2 separate regions of the Zea mays genome follow, and region 1 is linked to region 2. The links are chromatin contacts, called in public Hi-C maps. All regions are on one chromosome and are shown on one strand. The core of a region is the stretch at or near the end of the contact, and the rest is flanking DNA. Distances in the headings are between cores, read along the strand shown. Region 1 holds the start of LOC100282068. Region 2 holds the start of LOC100275075.

What was found. A called contact is a pair of places that touch in the nucleus more often than the background predicts.
Region 1: a contact with region 2 is called in a Hi-C map of leaf, with 4 times the contacts expected there. The contact joins the promoter of LOC100282068 here to the promoter of LOC100275075 in region 2. A contact is called at or near these places in 5 of 25 Hi-C or Micro-C datasets (bundle sheath, ear, endosperm and 1 more) and 1 of 3 datasets of contacts at active chromatin or transcription factors (seedling).

What each region holds. Positions count from the first base shown.
Region 1 is chr4:245,444,992-245,452,412 of Zm-B73-REFERENCE-NAM-5.0, forward strand. LOC100282068 reads left to right here and starts at 2,308. Exons shown (of 2, transcript NM_001154981.2): 1 at 2,308-2,520; 2 at 3,850-5,201. The coding sequence starts at 3,850. The coding sequence ends at 4,995. It overlaps LOC103654902 (CBL-interacting serine/threonine-protein kinase 13), which reads left to right and starts at 6,471. Exons shown (of 2, transcript XM_020552930.3): 1 at 6,471-7,316; 2 at 7,396-7,421. The coding sequence starts at 7,241.
Region 2 is chr4:245,283,633-245,290,807 of Zm-B73-REFERENCE-NAM-5.0, forward strand. LOC100275075 reads right to left here and starts at 3,025. Exons shown (of 2, transcript NM_001317854.1): 1 at 2,774-3,025; 2 at 2,013-2,682. The coding sequence starts at 2,941. The coding sequence ends at 2,317. It also overlaps the pseudogene LOC111591486.

The DNA of each region.
Region 1 (7,421 bases), core at 1,058-3,557, 160 kb after region 2:
AAACCAAGATAGGTGAATGGTATTTCTCCAATCTGGCAATTGAGAGTTCGAGAGAGGATCTCCATCTTTTCAGAAGGCACGTTTATAGAGTACATATTTTATTTGTTATAATTAACCTTAAGGCCAGTAGAAGAAGCAAAAGAGTTGAGAATTGCCTTGAGGAAGAAAAGTTGCTTAGGACAGGCCTCCATAATCAAAAGAGTGTCATCTGCATACTGAACAATCGAGAAATCATGGTCACCAATATCCGGTAAAGGGAGCTTAAGAAGATTCCACAGTCTTGCCTTATTAATAATGCTCTGAAGAAGGTCATCGTACAGACTAGTTAGTGATTGACTAATAAATGAAAAATCATTTGAAAAAATGGGGTTACCAAAGTAGCAAAAACTTGTCATGATTGTGACTACAAACTAAACACACATTTAAATCAATTAAACTGCCTAAACTTTAGACATGGTGAATTGTGCATTGTGATGCATCGAACTAAATAGACTGTAAGGCACCGGTGTCATTTTAGCTTAGGCTATCTCCAGCAACGTCCCCTAAATTTCATCCCCTAAAAGAATATTCTCTGTCCTTTACAGCACTCTCTAAAAGATTTTGTACTCTATATCTTCTTCATCTCCAGCAATATCCCCTAAATTTCATCCTCTATATCAACAGTGCTACTAGATTTGACATTCTATATTATTTTTTTACCGCTCGTCAGCACGTGCACAGAAATCAGCACACTATATAGAGCACCGCCGTACATCCTCTATACATAGCGCATGCATGTCATCCTCTAAATTTTAGAGTACCTTTTAGAGTCCCTTGTTGGAGGGATAGAGGATCTGACAAACCTCTATATGTAGAGTACAGGAGCTTTTACAGGACCCTGCTGGAGCCAGCCTTAGGGGGAAAACTTCCAGGCGGTAGGTCACATACATCAGTGAGGTAGGAGAAATGTGCCAACCACGTGGTGTCGACCAATCTACATTCTAATCTATATCATTATATAATTTATCAGTTTAAACTTTACAAAATCTATCTAAACAAATCACATCTACACCCATAACATTCGTTAAATCTAACACAGTATCAAAACTAGCGGTTCAAATCGATGGATAACATGTTCTCCCATATCCATTCAAATCTGATAGATAATATTATTTAGATCATGTATTCTCTCTCCCCTCTCCCTCGACGCCTCCTCCTGCCCCGTGTCCCTGACCTGTCTCCCTCACTTATGATGTTGTCTCTATCATCAATCGCTCCTTTTATATTGTGATCACTGTCCACCCCTATTCCTACTCGGGATTAGGGATGGCAATGGAAAATTTCTCATCGAGGAATAGCTCTTCATACCCATCCCACGACGCAGAAATTTCCTCGCGGGAATACCCACGAACGTTTACAGAAGACATTTCTTCCCCATCCATATTCCCCACGGGCATAAATTTCCGACGGAGATCAACGTCCCTATTTACATTATAATTAGGAAATGCATCCTTTGTTATTAATAAAAACACTTTCACTTATATATATTGTTAGATGTAAGAAATCATTATGGGTATATTAAAATAAACATATTTGTACAATGATTGATCTCTTACCCAAATAATTATTTGTTTTTATTATTAGCTAGTATACGAAAACATCACCACGTACAGGTTTGACGGATTCCCACAGAAACAGGGATGAAAAATACTTCTACATCCCTGTCCCGTTTACCCATCTGAGAAAGCGGGAAATCGGGCATAGGATCCATTGCCAAAGATCGTAGGGCTATAACCTAAGCGTTGCAACGAAGCGAAGCAGACGGTGGAGACGTTGACGCAAAGCAATGAACTTGAACGGCATCTCTCTCGCTGGCCCTGGCCTTCTCGAAGGCTCTGCGTGGGTCCTTGCGCAGTTGCGCCGCAGCGGGCTGGCAGCATCCGGAAATTGCGTCTTGCGTGGCGGAGCAGACACTAAGGTACTATTTTACGTTCTATTTAGTTGGACTGTGGCGGTAAACTATGAAAAAAACTATTGCAGACTATGAGCTATTAAAAAGCTAAAAATTATTTAGTGTAAACCACTAAAAACCATTAAAAATTCTTTGATATATATTTTCACAGTTTTATAAAAAATCCACTAAAAACAGGTCAAATAAGCTTTCAATTTTACACTACGAAAAAGTCAGCTTTTAAAAAAAACTGCTTAAATCCAGTCCTTTAGTTTAATTTTTATCTTTTAGGAAACAAAAGCCAAAACTAAAACCAAACCAAACCTACCTTTAAAACCGATCTAATAGGAACGCGGTGTTTGGAACAACTAGATATTAATTTTAGAGGTTAGACCGCCACGAAAGCGTCACTGCACACGGCATTCCCCTCCCCTAGCGTTATCGTCGCACCATAAATAACCATCCTCTCCTCGCCTTTCCCCACATCTCATCTTCGTCTGTGTTCTTGGGCGTACGCGGACACAGCCCCGATCCGAATCGTCGTCCTTGCGAGCCTCGCCGATCCCCCACTCCCCTCCCCTCGCTTCAAGGTAACTGCGATCATCCATCCTCCCGCTTCCACTCTCCCTTCACCTCCTCTGCTTGCTAGGTATACGAACATACGATTTATTACGGGTTATATGGGGGCTTCGATTCCCAGATCTGGCGATCTATTATCGTAGCTCCGAGTCCTCGATCTAGTAATTGTGGGATATGCTTGTAAGAGGCTCTGAGATGGGTTGGGTTGGGTTGGGTCGCTGTGACGATTCCAACAGCCTCGTTTCTTAGGGTTGGATCTTCTCGTGGTTTCCTTTTTAATTAAATAAGTACCTGATGCAGAATGGTGCGTCCTATTAGATGGAACCTTGATCTTGATGCATCTAACCTTGATCTTGTTCGCTGTGATGATTCCAACAGGCTCGTTTCTTAGGCCTGTTCGTCTGGTTCGTCAGATCAGTTTCGTTGCTTTTGGCCTCGTTGTAAGGTCCATCCAGATCGGAGTAGAATCGAATGATTTATTATACGGTAGCTGCTGGTCTCATTAGATTTGGATCTGCATGGGTTGAACATATGTATTCATAATTAATATGGTGTATACGTACTAGTTTGCTGGTCTTATTTTTTTAGCCTGATTGCTTCTGCCTTTCTGGCAACGCCTGATCCACGCGTTAGCTAGAGTGGATTTTAGTTCCTTGTTTACGCGGCCACACCTGCCGCCTAGAAAAGCTGCAGCGAGAACTCTAATTAAATTTGGATCTACATGTGCTAGCATATATGTTTGTAATTAATATGATGGATGAATATGTGCTTCAGAGTTGAGTTCCTGTTGATGCTGTAGTTCTGCCTGAATTGTTGAGGCTGTAGCTTCTGCCTGATTAAAATGCACCGTGCCTATCTGTTAAACTCTAGGGTGTGTGATTTAGCCGGTGACGGTGGTTTAATATGTGTAATTTCACTGCTTATAGTAATGCAATTCACCTTTGCTTGAACATGCATTGTCTTGTTGCTTTGTTCTATACACATGCTTAGCTATTATCTGATGAGCATGCACTGTTTTGTTCTGTTTGATATGCATGCTCAGAAATATGTAGATGTGTGGCTCCTGCTCGGTTGTTCTTTATCATCCACCTGTTGAACATGCATGTTCTTGTCGCTTATCTTTATTATATATTACCTTCGTTCTCGAATATTTGTCGCCCGCTAGTTCATTTTTGAACTAAACCGTGACAAATAAAATAGAACGTAGGGAGTGGCATCATGCTGCTACTGTACCTTACGGTGGCAACTACATCTTGAGCACGCATATATCTTATAGTGTTCCTTTTCTTTTCCTCCTTGGTCTACTGTTATATGCTTACCTTTTTTTGGTTTCCTTGCAGATGCAGATCTTTGTGAAGACCCTCACCGGCAAGACTATCACCCTCGAGGTGGAGTCTTCTGACACCATTGACAATGTCAAGGCTAAGATCCAGGACAAGGAGGGCATCCCTCCTGACCAGCAGCGGCTTATCTTCGCCGGCAAGCAGCTTGAGGACGGACGCACACTTGCTGACTACAACATCCAGAAGGAGTCAACCCTCCACTTGGTGCTGCGCCTTAGGGGAGGCATGCAGATCTTTGTCAAGACCTTGACTGGCAAGACAATCACCCTTGAGGTGGAGTCCTCAGACACCATTGACAATGTCAAGGCAAAGATCCAGGACAAGGAGGGCATCCCACCTGACCAGCAACGTCTCATCTTTGCCGGCAAGCAGTTGGAGGATGGGAGGACCCTTGCTGACTACAACATCCAGAAGGAGAGCACCCTCCACTTGGTGCTGCGTCTTAGGGGTGGTATGCAGATCTTTGTGAAAACCCTTACTGGCAAGACCATCACTCTTGAGGTGGAGTCTTCAGATACCATTGACAATGTCAAGGCCAAGATCCAGGACAAGGAGGGCATCCCGCCGGACCAGCAGCGTCTTATCTTTGCCGGCAAGCAGCTGGAGGATGGACGCACCCTTGCGGATTACAACATTCAGAAGGAGAGCACCCTCCACCTGGTGCTGCGCCTCAGGGGAGGAATGCAGATCTTCGTGAAGACATTGACTGGCAAGACCATCACCTTGGAGGTTGAGAGCTCCGACACCATTGATAATGTGAAGGCCAAGATCCAGGACAAGGAGGGTATCCCCCCGGACCAGCAGCGGCTGATCTTCGCCGGCAAGCAGCTGGAGGATGGTCGCACCTTGGCTGACTACAACATCCAGAAGGAGAGCACCCTCCATCTGGTGCTCCGCCTGAGGGGCGGTATGCAGATCTTTGTGAAGACCTTGACTGGCAAGACCATAACCCTGGAGGTTGAGAGCTCTGACACCATCGACAACGTGAAGGCTAAGATCCAGGACAAGGAGGGGATTCCCCCAGACCAGCAGCGTCTGATCTTCGCCGGCAAGCAGCTGGAGGATGGTCGCACCCTTGCAGACTACAATATCCAGAAGGAGAGCACCCTCCACCTGGTGCTCCGTCTTCGCGGTGGTTATTAAGCCATCAGTCGTTGAAGCTGCTGCTGTATCTGGGTTATCTAGTGTCTCTGCCATTGCCCATGGATGGTGCTGTCTTTCAAAGTATTTGTATGGTTTGTGTCGTGAGTCGTGACTGAGCTGGTTTCATGGACCAGTTGTGTTCTCGTTACCCAAAACTATCGTGCGACCGCATATGGCTTAATCATGAATAAATGTTGTTTGAATTTAAACTATTCGCTGAATATTGTTGTTTTTTGTCATGTCAGTTAATGTTACTAAATTGGTTGCCTTCTAATTTTTGTTTACTGGTGTTTGTCGCACCTTATCTTTTTACTGTATGTTTACTTCAGGTTCTGGCAGTCTCATTTTTTGTGACTAGTTAAAACTTACAGCTAAAAAAATGCAGTTTTTCATTTTCATTTGAAGTTTGATTAGAGCTATTGATACCGGACCATCAGGTTAGGTTAGTTGTGCATAGAATCATAAATATTAATCATGTTTTCTATGAATTAAGTCAAACTTGAAAGTCTGGCTGAATATAGTTTCTATGAATCATATTGATATACATGTTTGATTATTTGTTTTGCTATTAGCTATTTACTTTGGTGAATCTATATAGGCTTATGCAGAACCTTTTTTTTTGTTCTATATATCCATATCCTAGTACTCAGTAGCTCTATGTTTTCTGGAGACTAGTGGCTTGCTTTTTCGTATGTCTAATTTTTTGCTTGACCATTGCAAAACAAAAATTACCTAGTGTAATCTCTTTTTATAATAATCTTGTAATGCGTCTACCTATAGGTCAAAGTAGGTTTTGTTTGGAACCCTTAGAGCTAACTGTTAGCTAGTTGATAAATTATTAGCTGAGTTAAGCTAGCTAATGAACTAGTTTTGATATTAGCTGAGGATGTTTGAAACCTAATAATTATTTTTTATTAGCTAACTATACTAAATTTTAGTAGAGAGATTCCAAACAGGAGTTAACATGGGATCAGATTGGCTATGCGTTTGCAATCCCATAGCAATTTATAACATAGGGAGGTCACAAAACATGTGTTTGGATCATGTGCAAGAAAAACAAGAATATAGGAATGCAAGGTACAAAACGAAAGAAAACATGAGATTGGATCTCATGTTTATTTTTCTTTAAAAATATTATGAAGGATGTCATTTCATACAAATTTTGAAGGGACTGGTAGGATCTAATTCTTTGTTTCAATAGGAAAACCTTTTATAGGAACTGAATCCTTTGTTTTCTTCCATTTCAAAGGAGACCTGAGTTTGATTACTAGTTGATCGATCAAGCTTTGTTTGATCTGTTAAATATCAGTAAATCACAATGTGTCCGGAGAAAATAATTTCTTTACATCCTTTAATTCTTATTGTACTGATCCTATGGAGAGCAAGTTCTGAAAATGTCAATTAATATTGCTTTGACTTTTGAGTTTTGTTAGGCTAGTGCTCATATTACCTTGCACTCTTGCAGGTTCGGGTTGTTTCCAGTTTCTTGTTGGATGTTTACTCTATATTGACTATAGCTAGAGTGTTCATATACACCAATGTCGGAATAATTTTAAACTAGAAAACAGGTGCGGCGATATGGAGACGATTAGTGGGAGTGAATTAGACTATGTTCAACGGTTCGCCCTTGGCTCCCCCTCCCCTACCACTGTAGCTGTTTTAGGGGTTACAGTGCGCCCCTATTCTCTTCACCGGCTTCCTCCTCCTCCTCCTCTCCCCTCCCGATTCCTTCTCTCTCCCGCTAAATGGATGGACACGCTACTGCGCCGGATTTCTCCCCAGCCGGTTCCTTCGGCCACGCGACCGCGCGCTCGGAAAACTCCACGGACAGCGAAGGAGGCGAACCAAGGGCGACGTATTCGCCGCCGGAGAAGGTAAGTGTCGATCCGCCGTGTCCCGCGATTCGTTTGTCTTGCTCCGAGCGGCGAACAGCAGTGGGGGTCGTCCTCGCGGATCCGTCTTCAAGCTTTCGCGGATCCGCCTTCAAGCTTCGCGGATCCCACACGAAACCTCCGAGTTCTCTCGCCAATTCGATCCGCCTCACCGCCGCCGCCCGTCCGCCGGTCGGCCTTGACTGCTCCGTCGCACGTGGCGGTTCGCAGCACGGAATCTACCTTGTGTTGACAGATCCGGGGAAACCCTTGTTCCCGGTCGTTCCGGCTCGAATCTTCTGCGGACTGGCAATGTAAGCGTTCTCCATTGGAGGGCGACGATCTACGGGGCGGTTGTTGGCAGGGTTGCGGGAATGGAGCACGTGTTCGGAGGGAAGTTTAAGCTTGGGAAGAAGATCGGGAGCGGATCTTTCGGCGAGCTCTATCTCGGTTAGCGTCTCGCCGGGTTCTTCATTGATTCTGTCACGCGTCTCTGCAGATTCCTACGCGTCGTTGTTTTTGGCTGCAGGCGTCAACATACACAGCGGCGAGGAG
Region 2 (7,175 bases), core at 1,775-4,274:
TGACATCAATAAGCTACTCCCTCTGTCCCAAATTAAAATTCATTTTAACATTTTAATGGATTCATACAATAATTAATTTATGTGTTTTATATATATATCTAGATTCATTACCATCTAGCTGAACATAGACAAAAAGCAAGGGCTAAAATGAATACTATTTTGGGATGTAGGGAGTAATACAAATAGAGTTTATAGAGGTTTATATCGTTATGTGTGTAATACCCTATATCCTTTTGCTGATCTTAGATAATGGTATGCAGAAGATATATAAGATTACAGACTCAAGTACCATGAACTCTAAGACCTACTATAGGACACTAGCGTGGTGGAAAGTCTAATACTAACTATAGTTACCTTGGTGGTCTCCCTTGCAGAACTAAATGGGTTGGAATTCGTGATTGTATATGACTAGGGTGGATCAACCTAGATTATATGTTGCTCTATCACTCTCCTTTATAGTTCAAGGAGGCAGTGATCTTACATGTACATGCCTCCAGCAGACCCTACTTGTCATCGAGCCAACTGTCCCTATCTTGTCTCAACCCTGTATAACAGTCCTTTGCCTTATAATCAGTCATATGACGTAGATCGAGCATGTGTCAACTAATCATACTTGTTAAACTGACTTTACTGAGTGCCTTAATGGTGTTAAGTATGATTCATGTACTATAATTACATTATTGTTCCTCCATACTGCCTAGTTATGGCTATATGGATTTTTCATCTCATGGGAGCCAATAAATGCGAGAACATACTTGCACAATGTCCCCTGAGCATGTATCAGGGTAAAGGTGTGCATTTAAGGTCATGTATCACATTTAACTTGATACACATTCTTGGTCATAATCTTTCCTTCCTAAGGTAACTATCAATCCTACTAGAGGTGCAAGTAAGATAACCCGACGTCTAAGTACGTCGGAGTCTAGGGCAACTGACGTAATGTAATTGGTAGCCAGAGCATCATTTATCACTTTAATGTATTTTTCGATACACTCCGTATTTGCATGCATAGTTACGAGATAGGTCTACGTACTATGTAGTGGTCTTCAAGTGCCCTGAAGCCTAAGTCGTATGACAACACACTAAGTTAGACCCGCAATATCGCTTATCGAACATTAATGCATTGTGCTGGAAACTTATCTATTAAGGTATTGCGAAGGGATAGTCTTTAGACCATTAGATTTGGGGTCCATCTCTTGGGTTTGTACTATCTTTTCTGGACCGAACGCACTCTTTTGTCAAGAGATAGGATCAAACTTAGCCACCCTAAGTCCCCAACTCATCCGAGTGACCCTAGAGCCCTAGAGGGTATGAATCCTAGTCATTAGGTACAAGGTTGATCCTTTTAAGGGTCCCAAGTCTTATGAAGTGTCTCGAGTGGCCAAATGTTACAACGGCTTAGGCGCCGACAAAAAGGATATAGTGATCCATCACCAAATAGACCCTAATAGTTAGCCTATATGTCTTGATTCTTAGTGACTAAAGTTCAATCAACTAGGTCCTAGGGATTGAAGCAGGGACTGAGTTGGATTGAATGAGCCACAAAAATTCCATCCCACAAATAAAACAGTCAACAAGTACAATGTTTGTACGTTGCGACGACACACAATCATATTTGATACCTATAAAATTAAAATAATAATGCCAGAGTAAACATGTGGTCTATATATAAGATATTAACTGATAAGAACAAATATCACACCTTATCTTAGCCAAAAGGCTGAAAAAAATATGAGTTGAAAATGAGTCTTTTTATAGATCGTTCGGTCGTTTATACTCCTTTAGCTAGTGAGGTGGTACTATGTGGGAGTGATGCGCTATGTGTGACTTTCTATCATGTTAGGTTTGGGTCTATCGTATTGGGCTTAGGTGATTTCTCAAAACTCATATATGGTATAATGGCCCATAGTTTGTTAGACGAGAAACAAGGTAGATGAATAGACCTATATGTTTTAGGCGTGATGCACTACACATGGCTGGTGGTTTAAAAGAGTAGAGAAGAGAAGAGAATAGAGAGAATATCGTATGTTTATTTTGATTAACTATTACAGTTATTTCAAGCGAAATTGAAGCTGGATGAAAAACAACTTCACAGCAAACATATATACTCTCCACATCACGCGTGATAAAGCTAAGCCAAAATAATATTATCTCCGTTTTTGAATATTTATCAGCCGCTAGTTCATTTTTTACTAAAATGTGGTAAATAAAAAAACGGAGGAAGTATCATGCATGAGCGCACGTGTGGAAGTGGTACAAATATATTTCTCCCGAACAAGCTCACTGCAGCTAAGCTAGATTTTCTCTCTTCCCTCTTCAACAAGCTCCGACCTTGTGAAGCTCCAGCGCATGCACGGCTCGCCGGTGGCCTAGCATGTGTCCACCCTCCCAGCCGCTGGCCTGCTGGCAGCCGTGGGAGTCCAAGAAGTTCTTGCTGAGGTCCCTCGTCACGGACCCACCTGCGCGCTCCCGCGGCGGCTGCGGTGGCGTCGGTATCCTCTGGAGCGACGACCACGCCGTCGCGAGGCCGTGGTCCGATGGCGACCCGCACGCCAGCTGCTGCTCCCTGTCGTCCTCGGCGATGGTGTCCAGGCTCCTCGGCCCCTTCCTTCGTCGCATGACCGACACCACCTGCGGCGGCGCCACCTCCGTCGTGAACCTCGCCGCCACCTGCGCCTGCGCCTTCGCCATGCATCGAGGAGTTGATAAACACACACACACACACACACAGTAAGAGACGGTATCTCTACTCGCTCTAGTTATGTGTATGTACGTGGCCGTGGTCCGACGGTGACCCGCACGGCGCCAGCATCTCCCTGTCGTCCTCGGCGATGGTGCTCAGGCTCCTCGGCGCCTTCCTCCGCCGCATGACCGACACCACCTGCGGCGGCGGCGCCTCCATCATGAACCTCGCCGCCACCTGCGCCTGCGCCTTCGCCATGATCGAGGAAATGACGAACACACACACACACAGCTCGCTCTAGTTTTGTGCATGTACGTACGTCTTTGTTGAATCGCGAGCGTGTGCGGCTAGAGTTGGCGATGGAAGCTTGCATTTATACTGAGCCAGCACCCAGCACCTGCAAACGCGCACGGTGCGACGCCGTGGACCATACGGTGGCGAGACGTGGACAGCGCCGTCGCCTCTCGGACGCAGATCGCACAGCTGTGCGAACCCAGTTCGCTTGCACGTCACGACGCTAACAGCCTGCCTGCAAAATCCCAAGCGAACGTCACGTTATACGGGCCAGCCGCCGTGCGCGCGCGGGCAAGGCTACTTCTGGCGGCAGGCAGGCACGCACATGCACATGCGCCTATGCCTCGCTCTCGGCGGCGTTCGGAAGCAAACAAAGCATGCCTCCATGCGCAACGCGGCGGAGCGTTCAACGGCGGAGTTAATTCGGCGCGCGTCGCGGCGCGGGCTCGTCGGTGTCCGTCGCTGCCGTCAGGCTAATGGCGCCTTTTTGGTTTAACGAGCGACGCCGACGGGCGCCGACCGCCGCGCGACGTGGCCGGTGTGCTTTGGTGCGGGGCTCCGGGCGATCCGCCGTCCGCGTGTGGCCATGATCCGCTCAGGGAACGCTTGGCCTATCGACGGTAGGCGATCGGAGCGCACGGGCGCCGGCGCGCGTCGTTCTCCGTTCATGCGGGCCATGTGGCCGCGCTCTCGTCTGGCGCTATCCGCGTGTGAGATGTGTGTGCTGCGGTGCCGTGCACTGTAGGGCACGCTGCAGAGGCGTAGCAGGATTTTTCCTTAGGGCCAACACATATATAACTATATATATATATAGTTATAATATTAATAAATAGAGTATATATATATATATATACTCTACTGTATTTAAGTGTAAATTTTTTCGTATGTTGTCTCCTTCAGCGAGCACAACAAGGAAATAAATTTCCTTCCTGTGAAAAATATCCAAAAAATAGGGTGTGAAGGATTCAAACTCTACTCACTTAGTAGATAGCACTTGGCTTCTACCACTACAACTTATGTTTGTTTGTCTTCTACCACTACAACTTATGTTTGTTTGTGTTATATAAATGAGAGATATTATAAATATATTTATATAGTAATAATTTAAAAAATAAAGAAATATAATCGTATTTAAATAAATATCTTATTTAAGTACATCTAACTATATAATATATAAAACCATAGCGATGTACGGTCAACTAATTAGTATGTAATATACAATAGCCACAAATCATAACAAGTAACTTCCAACCCCACTTTTGACTACGCCACTGAGGGCACGCGAACAGGGGACACAACATTTTTTCCCTAGACACTAGCACCGTACCATGGTAAGTGGTACAGCTGGGCGTTCGGGTTTACTCGGTATTTCGGGTCGGGTTTTTCGGGTTTTTTTATATTTCGGGTTTTAAACATTTAAGCCCGAACTCGTACCCATAATGTCGGGTACCCGTAATTTTGGGTACCCGTACTTTCGGGTACGGGTTCGGGTAATATCAAAATACCCGATATATTCGAGCATGTAGCGTTTAGCAACAATATTTAAAAATTGAAACAGTGAAACAATATTCCAGTTGAGATGTCACACATAGTCATATAGCATAGAGCACACAGTCACAGATTCACTAATAGTATTAGTCTCGCTATCACACATAATAGAGAGCAAGAGAACACACCAACACAAGTACACAACAGTAGTATAGTACACACATTCTCCACTCTCCACTTCTCTAGCACTCGACCACTCTCCAGTAAACAACCGCACAGGCACAGGCGGGCGCACAGCAAAGTAGCAGACACAACCGCACAGGCACAACACTACAACACAAGTGCACAACACTGCATACTAAGTGCATAGGCGAAAAGGCCAAAAGCACCACTCCATGTCTGATGTCTCCATACCATAGTACATAGTCCATACATGTACGGTGTACCTGTTCAACAGCAAAAGGCAGACAACAACAAGGTAATTAGTAAAGAGCAGAACTAATAAAAACAGCAGCAAGGCAGACACCAGCACGACAGCACCACTCAATAGCACACAGACAGCATCACAGGTCACAGACTCACAGCAACAAGGTAACTAATAAAGAGCAGGACTACATGTCTACATGACAGCAGCAAGGCAGCAACCAAAAAAGATGTAGATGGACTAATAAATAGCACACAGACAACAACAAGGTAACTAATAAATAGCAGGACTATACCAGCATGAAGCCAAGCCATGAACTAAGATGTAGATGTTCCATGGATGGTGTTGCTTCCTATTTCTGTACCTGTTGTTGTTGCTTCTTGTTTTCCTTTTCCTTTACCACCAAATTCTTCTTTTAGTTCTGCAATGAGATAAAAACACTGTCTAGTTAATATGTGTTGATATGCAATGAACCATTCAATAATAATGAAAAAAATAAGGAATGTTAGACCTTTTTCTAGCATGGTTAATTCTTCAAGGTTTTCTTCAATATCAATAGGTATTGACCACCTCAACCAATCTTGTGCGCATACTAGAGCTTCAAGCATGAATGGAGTAAGGGAGCTATGGAAGTCATCTAAAATGCGCCCACTTGTGCTAAATGCTGACTCTGATGCTACAGTTGATATTGGTATAGCAAGCACATCACGAGCCATGCGAGCTAGTATTGGAAATCTCTGCTCAGATGCCTTCCACCATACTAGGAGATCAAGCTTCATTTCTGTGTCTTCAGTTTCTTCAGAAAGGTATTTGTCAAGTTCAGACTTAGTGTTGTTGCTTGAACCAATGCCTTTGCCTAGCCTCATTTTCTTAGCAACAATTTCCTTCAGCTTCCCTCCTCTACCTCTACCTTCCTCTACCCCACTTGACTACGCCACTGAGGGCACGTGTAACGCCCTGAATTTGGGGGTAGAATTTTTTTTCTTCTTTTCTCTCACCAAATTCAGGCGTTACTCTTTTCTTTTCTCGTTCGCTCGCTAAACCTTGACCTTTTTCGAAGTTCTAGCGGGACTTGGTTTGGATTTCCCGTGTAAAGAAAAACCCTAAATTACTTTATGTTGTTTGATGCACCATGCCGAACCATGCATTCTTTGATTGCTTAGAAATGTAAGTGCATTCATCTAGGAAGATCGGATTTCGAAAAGGAGAAAAACCCTTTCCTTTCTTTTCTCTTTCTTTCTCTCTCCCCTCCCTTTTTCTCTCTCCCGCGCCGTGGGCCGCCCCTGGCCGGCCCAGCCGGCCCAGCCGCCCCCCCCCGCGCGCCCCTTTGGGCCCATTGGCCCAGCCGCCCCCTCCTTTTCCCCCAATTTCCCCAAAATCCCTCTCCCTCTCCCTCATTCTCTCTTCCCCACACCAACCGCCGCCCCCTGCCCTAGCGCCGCCCCTGCCCTAGCGCCGCCCCCGCCGCTCGGCCGCCCGTCCCCGTCCCCGGTGAGGTCCCCCTCCCCCTCTCCTCCCTCCCCCATCTCCCCTCCCCCTTTCCCCTCGCCGCTCGGCCGCCCGCCGCCCAGCTCGGCCGCCATGGCCGGCTCGGCCGCCCCCGCGCGCCCTGCCCCGTGCCCGCCCGGCTCGGCCGCCCCTGTGGCCGCCCGGCCTCGGCCGCCCTGGCCCCGGCTCAACCGCCCGTCGCCCCTGTGCGCCCTGCCCCGCCCCCGGCCGGCTCGGCCGCCCCTGCGCGCCAGCTCGGCCGCCCCCTGGCCGGCTCGGCCGCCCCCTGCCCCGCGCCCCCCGCCGGTTCGGCCGCCCCTGCCCAGCCGCCCCTGTGCGCCGCCGGCTCGGCCGCCCCCCGCCCCTGCCCCAGGCCGGTTCAACCGCCCCCTGGCCGGTTCAACCGCCCCCCCTTTTTTTCTTTATTTTTTTTAATTTTATTTTCTTTCATTACTGTTACTTATTTTATTTTAGGTAGGTTAATCATTGTTCATATTATTGAAATAGGAAACTTAATTTAGAATTTCGTTATGCTAGTTATTCATACAATTAATTGTTTATCCAGTCCAATGTTGATCAACTAAAAACGACTAGGTTTCCATTAGTGCATATAACTGAATTCTTTTGTTAGAACCAATTGTAACTAATCATTAGTGCATAAGCTTTAACCCCCCCCCCCCCCGCGAGACCTTTTCCCGTTTCTTTCTAACCATAATGAGTGCGATATCGAATGTCATACCTGATGCATATTCACCTTATTTGTTCCCTTGTATGATGTACTGTTTGTTTCCCAATTTG